Regions from separate parts of the Zea mays genome. Here region 2 is linked to region 1. A link is a contact called in public Hi-C data. All regions are on one chromosome and are shown on one strand. Each heading gives the region's core, a stretch centred on a gene start, on an enhancer-like site or on the middle of the called end of the contact. The rest is flanking DNA. Distances are from core to core; before and after follow the strand shown.

Region 1 (4,388 bases), core at 1,880-4,379:
TCATCCAATTTCAATATACCTAAACAGCGAGGTAAATTGAACTCCAAAGCCCCTAAATGCAACCAAAAAAGGGATGACAATCAATGTGAGGCATAATTTGGACGAAGTTGATATACATGTGCAACTGTACTCAAAACTCAACAAACATTTTACTCCATTTAAATTAGGTTTGTACATTATTTTTCAGAATTTTTAAAAGATAGCCAACAGTGAGCTAAAGGATTGAAGAGACATTTCATGTCATTTGTATGGTTCCCACAGTCCAATAATTTGTCAGTCAACCTTGAAGTTCAAATCAATATGAGTAGTGTTGTGTCAAAGCAACAAATGGAAATCTGTATCTTCTAATATAATAAACAATTCATAACTACTTTTAAAATAAATAAACCAACTCAGGAGAAAGGAAGCTTTATATTACGGACTTACAGAAAAACTAGACATGCTATGACAAAGACTAAACTTAGATCACCTAGGTGTGCCTGCACAGCCTTCACTAACTTGCTACAAATACTAATGTGTTGCTACTTATGAAGTAATCACTTCCTAGCAGTATAAAGCTACAAGAATTTGTTGATCTCTTACCAAAGTTTACCTTTATAACTTTCAAATATATAACATCAAGTCGCTTGTCACCAAGTGCATGGAACTGGAGGGAGGAAATAAAAGCATCCCTATCTTCTGAAGAAAAATATAAAATAGTGAGCTTATCAAGCACTTTCTCCTCACAGGAAAAATTAACCATTATGAGATTCTCGATCATATAGTAAATGGCAATAGAATCAACAGGAAGATATCCACACATTTGAAACATAGAATCTAACAACAGCAAAGTTACAGCACAAGATTAACAAGAAACAGGCATAACACAAACAAGATACAGACTTTCATGAAAAAATCAGGATGTGAGAAGCCAGTTGCATGTATATAATCTTACAGCAGGGAGGATATCTAACTGGCTTCTCTGAGCCTCTTGATCAGGGTATCCAGAGATTTCTTCTTTGGGTTCTGCCTGGCACCCCTTGTTCCGAATGTTGAGAAATAACTCTCTGAGGTATCTCTAAACTTTTCTGAGATGATTGCAACCTTTCTATAATCTAGCTTGTTATAGCTCTTTTCACGAATCACTGGATTTAGGAAAGTCTCTGGACTATTGCTCATAAGAAGATTCACTAGCTGCCTTGCTTCCACAAGTGCAGCCTTCATTTCATTTTTTGCAGATTCTTGACCTGAGTCCACGAACAGGCTAGACATGCCCTCTGCAAACGTCTCAAACATTTTGAGATCAGTATCTATTCCAGTGACCGCATTGGCATTGAACCGCTTCACTGAATCGTTCAAGAAGAGCTCAATGATCCTTTCAGAGATGTGGGCAAGCACTGCCACAAGTACACGGCGGAGCACGGGAAGGGGAAGGATCTGCTGTGCAGTTGATGTGAGCGTCTCAAGGTAGATGATGACCTCGTTGGCATACTCATTGCCGCCAGGAGGAGCGTCATCAGCCATCCAGTTAACACCATCAGATTGCCGCATGAACTCATCAACCTTAGCACATAGGAGCCGCAGCAGGAGCGCCTCCGCAGCATCACGTGACCTGCGAAGTGGGAAGTCCCGCCGACCACGGTCCACAGCACGCAGTGGCACACCACACAGTTGTGCAGCATGGCGTGTGAAGAACTCACATGCCCGCTCCATCACAGACATGTTAGCAGCGACCTGCATTGCCTGGGACACACTTAGACCACTGCCTGAATCAACAAGTTTTTGAATGGAAGCATCCACCACCTCAGAAAGGATACGGCCAAGGTACTTCTTCACTGCTGCATAAGTATCCCCACCACCCCCTTGTGCCATGAAGCTCACAGAATCTTCAATGAATGAGCGAACAATACGGCAAATATCTGGGACAGTGCAGGAGAACGGTGCAACGTATGGGAAAGCTGGGGTGATGTCTGAGCTCTGAATTCCAAATGCAAGGACATTCATTGAGTATTCATACTCCTTTCTCATGAGCATCTGATCAAACTTATCTGCAGCCAGTGCCTCTGCCACCTGCCTACGGCAATCTGCAAGCAGCAAATCATGGTACTTGTCTCTGTGCTTAGCCAGCACATCGAGCAGCATTCCTACTGGATAACCGTACCGCCGCATTGTGGCCGAAAGCAAAGCAGCATAATCAGTGATGAGAAGCAAGTGATTTGCTGTCTGCATCCTGGAGAAGTTGTCTTCCATCACAGAGACCATCTTCCCCACAGCAGCATCCCAAAGTGCATCTACATCTGGCCGAGATGTAAGCCCACCCCCTGTTCTAAACACCCGGTCCTCAACAATAAAAAACCCAGCAATCTGCGAGAAAAACACCTGGTGGGACTCTAGGAATGGCGTCGCCGCAATGACATCGAAGTCCGATGTCAGCTGCAGCTTCCTGTTTTCCAGGTAGTACTTCTTGAACCGCTCACCCAGCGCCAGCGTCTGGTGTATATGCATCGCTCGATAGAGCGGCGTAAGGTCAAAAGAGGCTGCAGCAGCACCATCTGCCGCGTCAGCAGTTGCCGCGGCTGCCGCAAAATCATCGAGGTCACCAACTCCATCGTCATCCAAGGTGATGCAGCCCTCCAGCGGGCGGTGCTTGGAGCGGAGCTCCTCCTGGCGCTGCCTGGCGGCAGCCGAGCGGCCGATGGCCACCTGACCGAGGTGCCTCGAAGCAGCGCGGATGCTAACCATCCAGTCGGAAAACTCCCTGGAGATCTCGCGCTCGGCATGCGCGCGCACCGCAGGGACGACGCTGAGAAGCATGCGGCGGAGCGCGGGTAGCGGCAGCAGCTCGGATCCCGAGGCGAGATCACGGTCGATGGCGTCGACGGCGCGCAGGGCGAGGTAGAGCCCATGGTTGCCGGCCTGGAGGTGCGCGTTCGCCCGCGCCGCGAGCGCGAGCAGCCGTACGCACCGTCGGGAGGAGGCTAGCGCGGAGGAGAGGTTCCCCGCGAGCAAGCGCGCAGCGAGGAAGGACTCAAGCGAGGCGAGCAGCGGGGCCGCCGAGGAGAGAAGCACGGAGTGGGACGCCGAGAGGGAGCCCTTGAGCGCATCGGCGTCGGCCAGGAGGGACCGAAGGTCGTCGACGGCGCGGATGAAATCGTGGAAGTGTGCGCGGCAGAGCTCCTCGATCTCGGCCTCTCGGTCCCGCGCCGCGCCGCGGAGCGAGGCGAGCAGCGGCTCGGGGCGGCCGCACGCGAAGGCCCGGCGCACGAAGGGGCCCAGGTCCTCCCCGGCTGCGATGGCCGCGGAGAGCTGAGCCAGGTCCGCCTCGGACGGCGCGGATGCGGACGAAGCATGACCGGCCCTCGCCGCCGACAGCGGCGCGTCTCCGGGAAGCTTGCGCCGCATCGAGATCTGAGGCAGGCGGTAGGGGTGGAGAGCAAATGAGTGCGGGGCAGTCAGCAGTTGCCGAGTTGTGAAGAGGAAAAAAATGTTTGGAGATTAGTCGACGAAACGAACCGGAAGGAACGGGGCGGTCGGAGAAGGTGGGTTGGGTGGCCGGAGTGGGGCCTGCACGTCTGTGAGTGTTGGGAGGGAAAGACATGTGTTTGCGTGGCGATGACGGGACGGAGGAAGCGGAGGTGACCGCGTATTCTAAAACGCACACGGTTCTAACTGGTACGGAATGGGACAGTTAACCCACGTTGTCAGAGAGCTGCAGGCCGGTCGACAGCTGGTAAAAAGAGACTGCCGAGAGCTCGAGACCGAGGATGGGAAGCGGGCGTTCGGAGGCGCCGCTGACGCTTCTTCTGGACGCGCGTCTCGCCGTCTCCCGTGGATGACAGATAAAGAATCTCTGTGTCCCTAGCAGGATTAATGGTCCCGTTTTTCATTCGTTTTTGTCTGCAGCCAAAAACGGTAAATAATTGAATTTCGCATTTCTCGTGTACGTTCTCAAATTTGGAAGACCGAATTTCGGTGATTTTTGACCGGCAAACGCAGTTTAGTTAGAAAAAATGGTAGAATTTATCAGTATTTTATTAAAATCACGTCGAAGAATGAATACTAATATATTCACAAATAATTCAATACACAAAAACACATAAAACTTACATCTGCAAATAGAAAACCACAAATTGAATGCAACACACATCAATAGAGGGTTTCAGTTATGTCATACAAGTACATATAAAGTTTTCCATAACATAGATTGCTCAATAACACAAATTGCAATGCAAAGCAATAGCCAAATGGTAATGTATCAACATATTCAGCTGTAGTCATAATATTCATGCATGTTCGAAGCATCTAGGTGTGAGCCCACTCAATGTACATATTCCTATACAGTTATAAAATAAAATTAGATAGATAATATGAACAATAAACAAATATTTAATGATGAAGGAAAAATAACA
Region 2 (4,851 bases), core at 706-3,205, 580 kb after region 1:
AAATACAAATGCAGTGGGAGAATCCACTTGCTTTGCTCAAAGGTGTCCTGCGGGTCGTCCTCAAACGTATTCGGTTCGTCTACCACATAGTCAGCTTCTAATATCGATTTGCATATCGTACATACAAAAGAAAACATACACCAAATAAATAAACATACACCATTACATGGGTAACATTCACCATTACATGAACAATCACATACCACGCAACTATACTCATAAATAATGCCTAAATCATAACTATTTTATTAATCCTCTCAAATTTCCATTTGAATTATCATTGGTGAAAATTATATGGGCATGTGACTATGAAAGTATTTTACCTAGCATAGTTTAGATGAAATGACTTAACAAATTCTACAGAAATAAATAGCTAATTAATCATTTTCTTTATGACCAATAATATTCTTTTGGTTTTATCCTTTCTTTTCTAAATAGAAATTATACGTATCTTTAAAATGTTATTTATAAATCTCATAACTTTAATATTCTAATAACTTAATGTAAACTACTAATTTTGGACTTAAGTAACATAATCATGATTATTTTGATATAAATAGATATTCTACCTATTCTTAGTGAATAAGCGATATGCGTATGAATACTTATATCATGATTAGTAAAAATCTATATTTTAGCTTGACTAAAAAGATGTGGCCTAGTACCTCTTTCAATTTCTTATATCAGTACAATTATACTTAAACAACTACTAACATAATATTGTTTTATGCGCTAAAATGAGAAGTTAATTGTAAACGCTTCTAGTACAAAGTTAATGAATCGTAACATTATTTATTTTCGAAATATAAAAATAATATCCACATCCATATTATTGCTGCCAGGGTTTATTCACAATTAAGCGTATACTTTGGGGAGTAGCACGTAGGATTTTAGGACTTCTTTTTAATACATTTATACTGCAGAAAATGCAGGAATAATTTACAGAAAACCGAAGGGCCAAAATGCAAAACGACTTTCTTCTACCTTGGGCTCGTGCTCATGCGAAGAGGAGGGGTTCGGCGAGGGGGTGTTCGGCGAGCAGGAGAGTGGAACGGATCGTCGACGGTAAACGGCGGAGCTCGACGGTGTGGGCGCGACTCTAGCATGGTTCGGTTGGTAGAGCCGGGACCGGGCTGGGCACAGCACGGCAAAGCTCGACGGTGTGAGCGCACGGCGCGGGAGCGAGGACAAAGAGCACGAGGAGGAAGAGAGGGGCGAGCTCGGCAAGGGAGAGGGAGCTCCGGCCGATACTATTTATAGAGAGAGGGGAAGAGAAGGGGAGTCGGGGTGAGAGATGGCCAGCCATCAATGGCGGCGGTTTTCTTTCCATTGATTGGAGAGGGAACGTGGGGGAAGAGGAGAGGAGAAGTGGAAACGGCGGCGATTTTTGGTGCGAAAGACCGAGTGGCCGTGATGGCGGCCGGGTGCGCGCGATCGCGGGTGCGGCTAGGCACGTCTTCACGAGGAAGATGAATAGTGCGTCGCGCTGGGCCCACCTAGAGGTGAGAGGGGGGCGCGCAGCACCAGGGCGCGACGACGAGTGGGCTAGGCCACACGGTTAGTTAGGTTAGGGTTTTTATTTTTTATCCTTATCTCCCAATACAAAAATAGGCATAAATATATTTTTAGATATCTCTAAATATTCAGAATAATTATTCCAACATTATTTATCATTAAAGAATTTATTTTTTAGCAAAGTTCTCATATTAATTAATTGGGTTTTCAATTTAAAAGAAATTCCAAAAAACAACCATCAAACAAGTATGAGCAAACAAAATTTTATTCTAAAGGTAAAAATCAAACACTTGAAAGAAAAATTCTTTACTATAATTACCACTAATATTTAAATGCATTATTTTAAGTTGATGGTTTTGAGGTGTTACACCATGGCGGCGCGAACTAGAGCTCCATGCCTCTACGACCACCATCCCATCCCTACGAATGGAATGCCGGCAGAGGATGACATGGTTACTACTCCGGGGGGTCAGCATCCTCATCAACCCCGACAGCAAACGCGCTGCTCGCTGTGGATGGCCACCATACTTCATCGACGAAGACACCGGTCTTCCAACACCAACGCCGGCTTCACCGGTACCGGCTCGGACTCCATGGAATCCGGCCTTCACCTTCCTCCCGAGCGTAGGCACCCTCAACGCTAATAGTGGAGGAGGCGCCTTCTTCTCCCCTGGCAAGGGGGATACCCCTTGGAATTAAACCAGGAGAAGGGGCAAGGGGTCGGCAGTGCCCGTGGGGGCCTCGACCGGAGCGCCCAAGGCTAGGACGCTCTCAGCCGGCGCGCCCTCTGCTGACGCGCACGTGGCTGGTGCGCCCTCGGCCGATGCACCCTTGGTCGGCGCGCCCTAGTTCGCCACCATGGCTAGGATGCTCTTGGCCGGCGCGCCCTCGGCCGGTGCACCCTCGGCTGGCGCGGCCACATCGACTACGGCAATGGATGGATCTCCACGGCAACAGCGGCGACGGCGGGTGGCGTCCATTGGCGGCGGCGGTTACAGGGCGCCGGCAGCTGTAGGGCGATTAGGGTTTCCCTGTCGCGCCTCAAATAGGCCATGCACCTCTGTTGGGTCGGCCTGCAAGGCCCAGCACCGTCTACCCTCCCCCTCCTTACTACGCCATAGTTGGGTCGGTCCCTAGGCCCAATGTCCGCCTCCCCCTGCGCCAATGGGCTGACCTACAAGTTGGCCCATCTAGCACTCCCATACACATTTACCTTTATATTTTTAAAGTTCAGTTCTAAATTCGCAAGAAAACCTTTCAGTCTCCATGTAATTTAGTGCTGGTTTATAATAGTATTTCGCTGTTTGTGAGCATTTCATTGTATAAATACCATGACTTTATCAATGATTATGCCACTGATATTTTACTTGTGTAAATACTTAATATGTTTAAGTGCAAAAATCATCAATGTGTTTATCTCAATTTGTATAATACAATGTTCATAAATTCTTGAATATTGGCCATACACAAGGTAGAACCATAGTTACTACTGTGGGATTTTAATCCTCAACGTGCGTACCCAATGTAAAAAATCATTTAGAACAATGGTCTACATCTTCTTAAAGCTAACTACCATAATTCATGATCTCTATTGGCCATAAACAAGGTAGTAGCATAGTTACTACTACAGGATTTTAATCCTCAACGTGCGTACCCAATGAGAATAATGAATTAAAGAAGGTATACACTTTACAAGTGATGACCTAAATGTGTTCATACAACGTTATATAACAAGTGGCATCAAATGCCCCATCAGAGATCTACACCATTTTTTGGTGATTATCTCCTACAATCTTAAGACAAATTTTGAGATTTACAGTGGTGATACAAGAATTTACTTGCTTATGTATTATTTTACATCTTATACAACACCATATGATTTGGTTGCCCCATGTAGGAACAATGGCCAATAAAGAGTTTGAATTACTCGCTCTTGATGGATACAACTATCCCACATGGGCTATGGACACAAAAGTTAGTCTTACAACCCGTGGACTTTATAATGCACTTCTTGAACAATAAGATAATGCTCCACCAATAGATGATCAACATAAGTATGCTGCTTTATACATCATAAGGCAACACATACATCCACACCTTAAGTCTGAATACATGTTGGAAGAAAATCCACGTGGACTATGGCTTGCACTCAAGCAACGCTATGAACAGCAAAAGGCAATTATCTTGCTCGAGGCCAATTATGAATGGGCCCAGCTTTGCCTTTAGGATTTCAAAACTGTTGGTGACAACAACCATGTTGTACATAGGTTCAGCACTAAGATGCAAATCTGTGAAAAGGCACTTTCAGATGCAGATAAAATTGAAAAGACTCTGTCTACTATGCTTCCCGCTAAAAGAATCCTTCAACAACAATACCGTGAGAGACATTTCACGGTTTATGTTGAACTTATTCAAACATTACTTCAGGCTGAAATACATCGTGAACTCATGTTGTGGAATAATCAACAGCGCCCTCTTGGCTCTGCCCCATTGCCCGAAGTACATGCCAATACTCAACATAAACCCAAAAATGATGTTCACACTAAGAACTATCAAAGAAACTCTTGTGGTAAAAACAAACACAGACACAACAAGAAGCAAATGCAATGTGTTCCCAACAAGGGTAAGAACATTTCCAAACAAAGGACTGACAAACAACATTGTCAGAAATGTGGTTGCTTTAACCACATCATAAAGAAATATCGTACCCCAAGTCATCTTGTTGATCTCTATTTAAAGTCTATGGGACACAGATGTGCTGCCCTGGGAGAGAAGTATGAAGCCCATTTCAACTTTCAAGCGGAAAACTACAAGGAAGAGGCTAATTGTTCACAGCAAGTTCCACAGGAACCAAGCAACAACATCATACCAGAAGACAAGGATCGGACTAACACACATGGAATTTCATTCTAATGACATGTTTGGAGACCTCGCATAGGTTCCCAATCTCTTATGTCCCAAGTCTAGTTTCCCTTATATTGTAATAATATAGCACCATTATGTCCTATGTGTTGTATTAAATAAATTTGTAATATGTACACTCTCTATATTCAATAAAATTTGTATGTGTCCTATATATAGATTCACCAAGCATTTGAAATGTTTCTTTATATATATTTCTATGGGAGTCCATCTGATGGAGGAGGAATTGTGCCTAGTAGATAGTTGTAGTACTAATTCTATACTGTAACACCTCGTCCAATCCCTGGACCAGCGGTACTTACTCCTGGCAGCTCTCTAAGATCATATATCGTCCCCACATACCAACACGAGTCTTTTGTGCGCACTTTGTCCTCACTCATGCGCACCCAAGAAAACTTCCCGGTCGGTCACCCA

The links. Hi-C and Micro-C count contacts between places; a contact is called where the count stands out from the background.
Region 2: a contact with region 1 is called in a Hi-C map of ear, with 2.8 times the contacts expected there. The contact joins the promoter of LOC100382396 here to the promoter of LOC100194150 in region 1. A contact is called at or near these places in 5 of 25 Hi-C or Micro-C datasets (ear, leaf and tassel).

Annotation. Positions count from the first base shown.
Region 1 is chr8:44,427,760-44,432,147 of Zm-B73-REFERENCE-NAM-5.0, forward strand. It overlaps LOC100194150, which reads right to left and starts at 3,130. Exons shown (of 4, transcript NR_159689.1): 1 at 935-3,130; 2 at 583-678; 3 at 1-52.
Region 2 is chr8:45,007,318-45,012,168 of Zm-B73-REFERENCE-NAM-5.0, forward strand. It overlaps LOC100382396, which reads left to right and starts at 1,956. Exons shown (of 1, transcript NM_001175141.1): 1 at 1,956-2,885. The coding sequence starts at 2,374. The coding sequence ends at 2,652.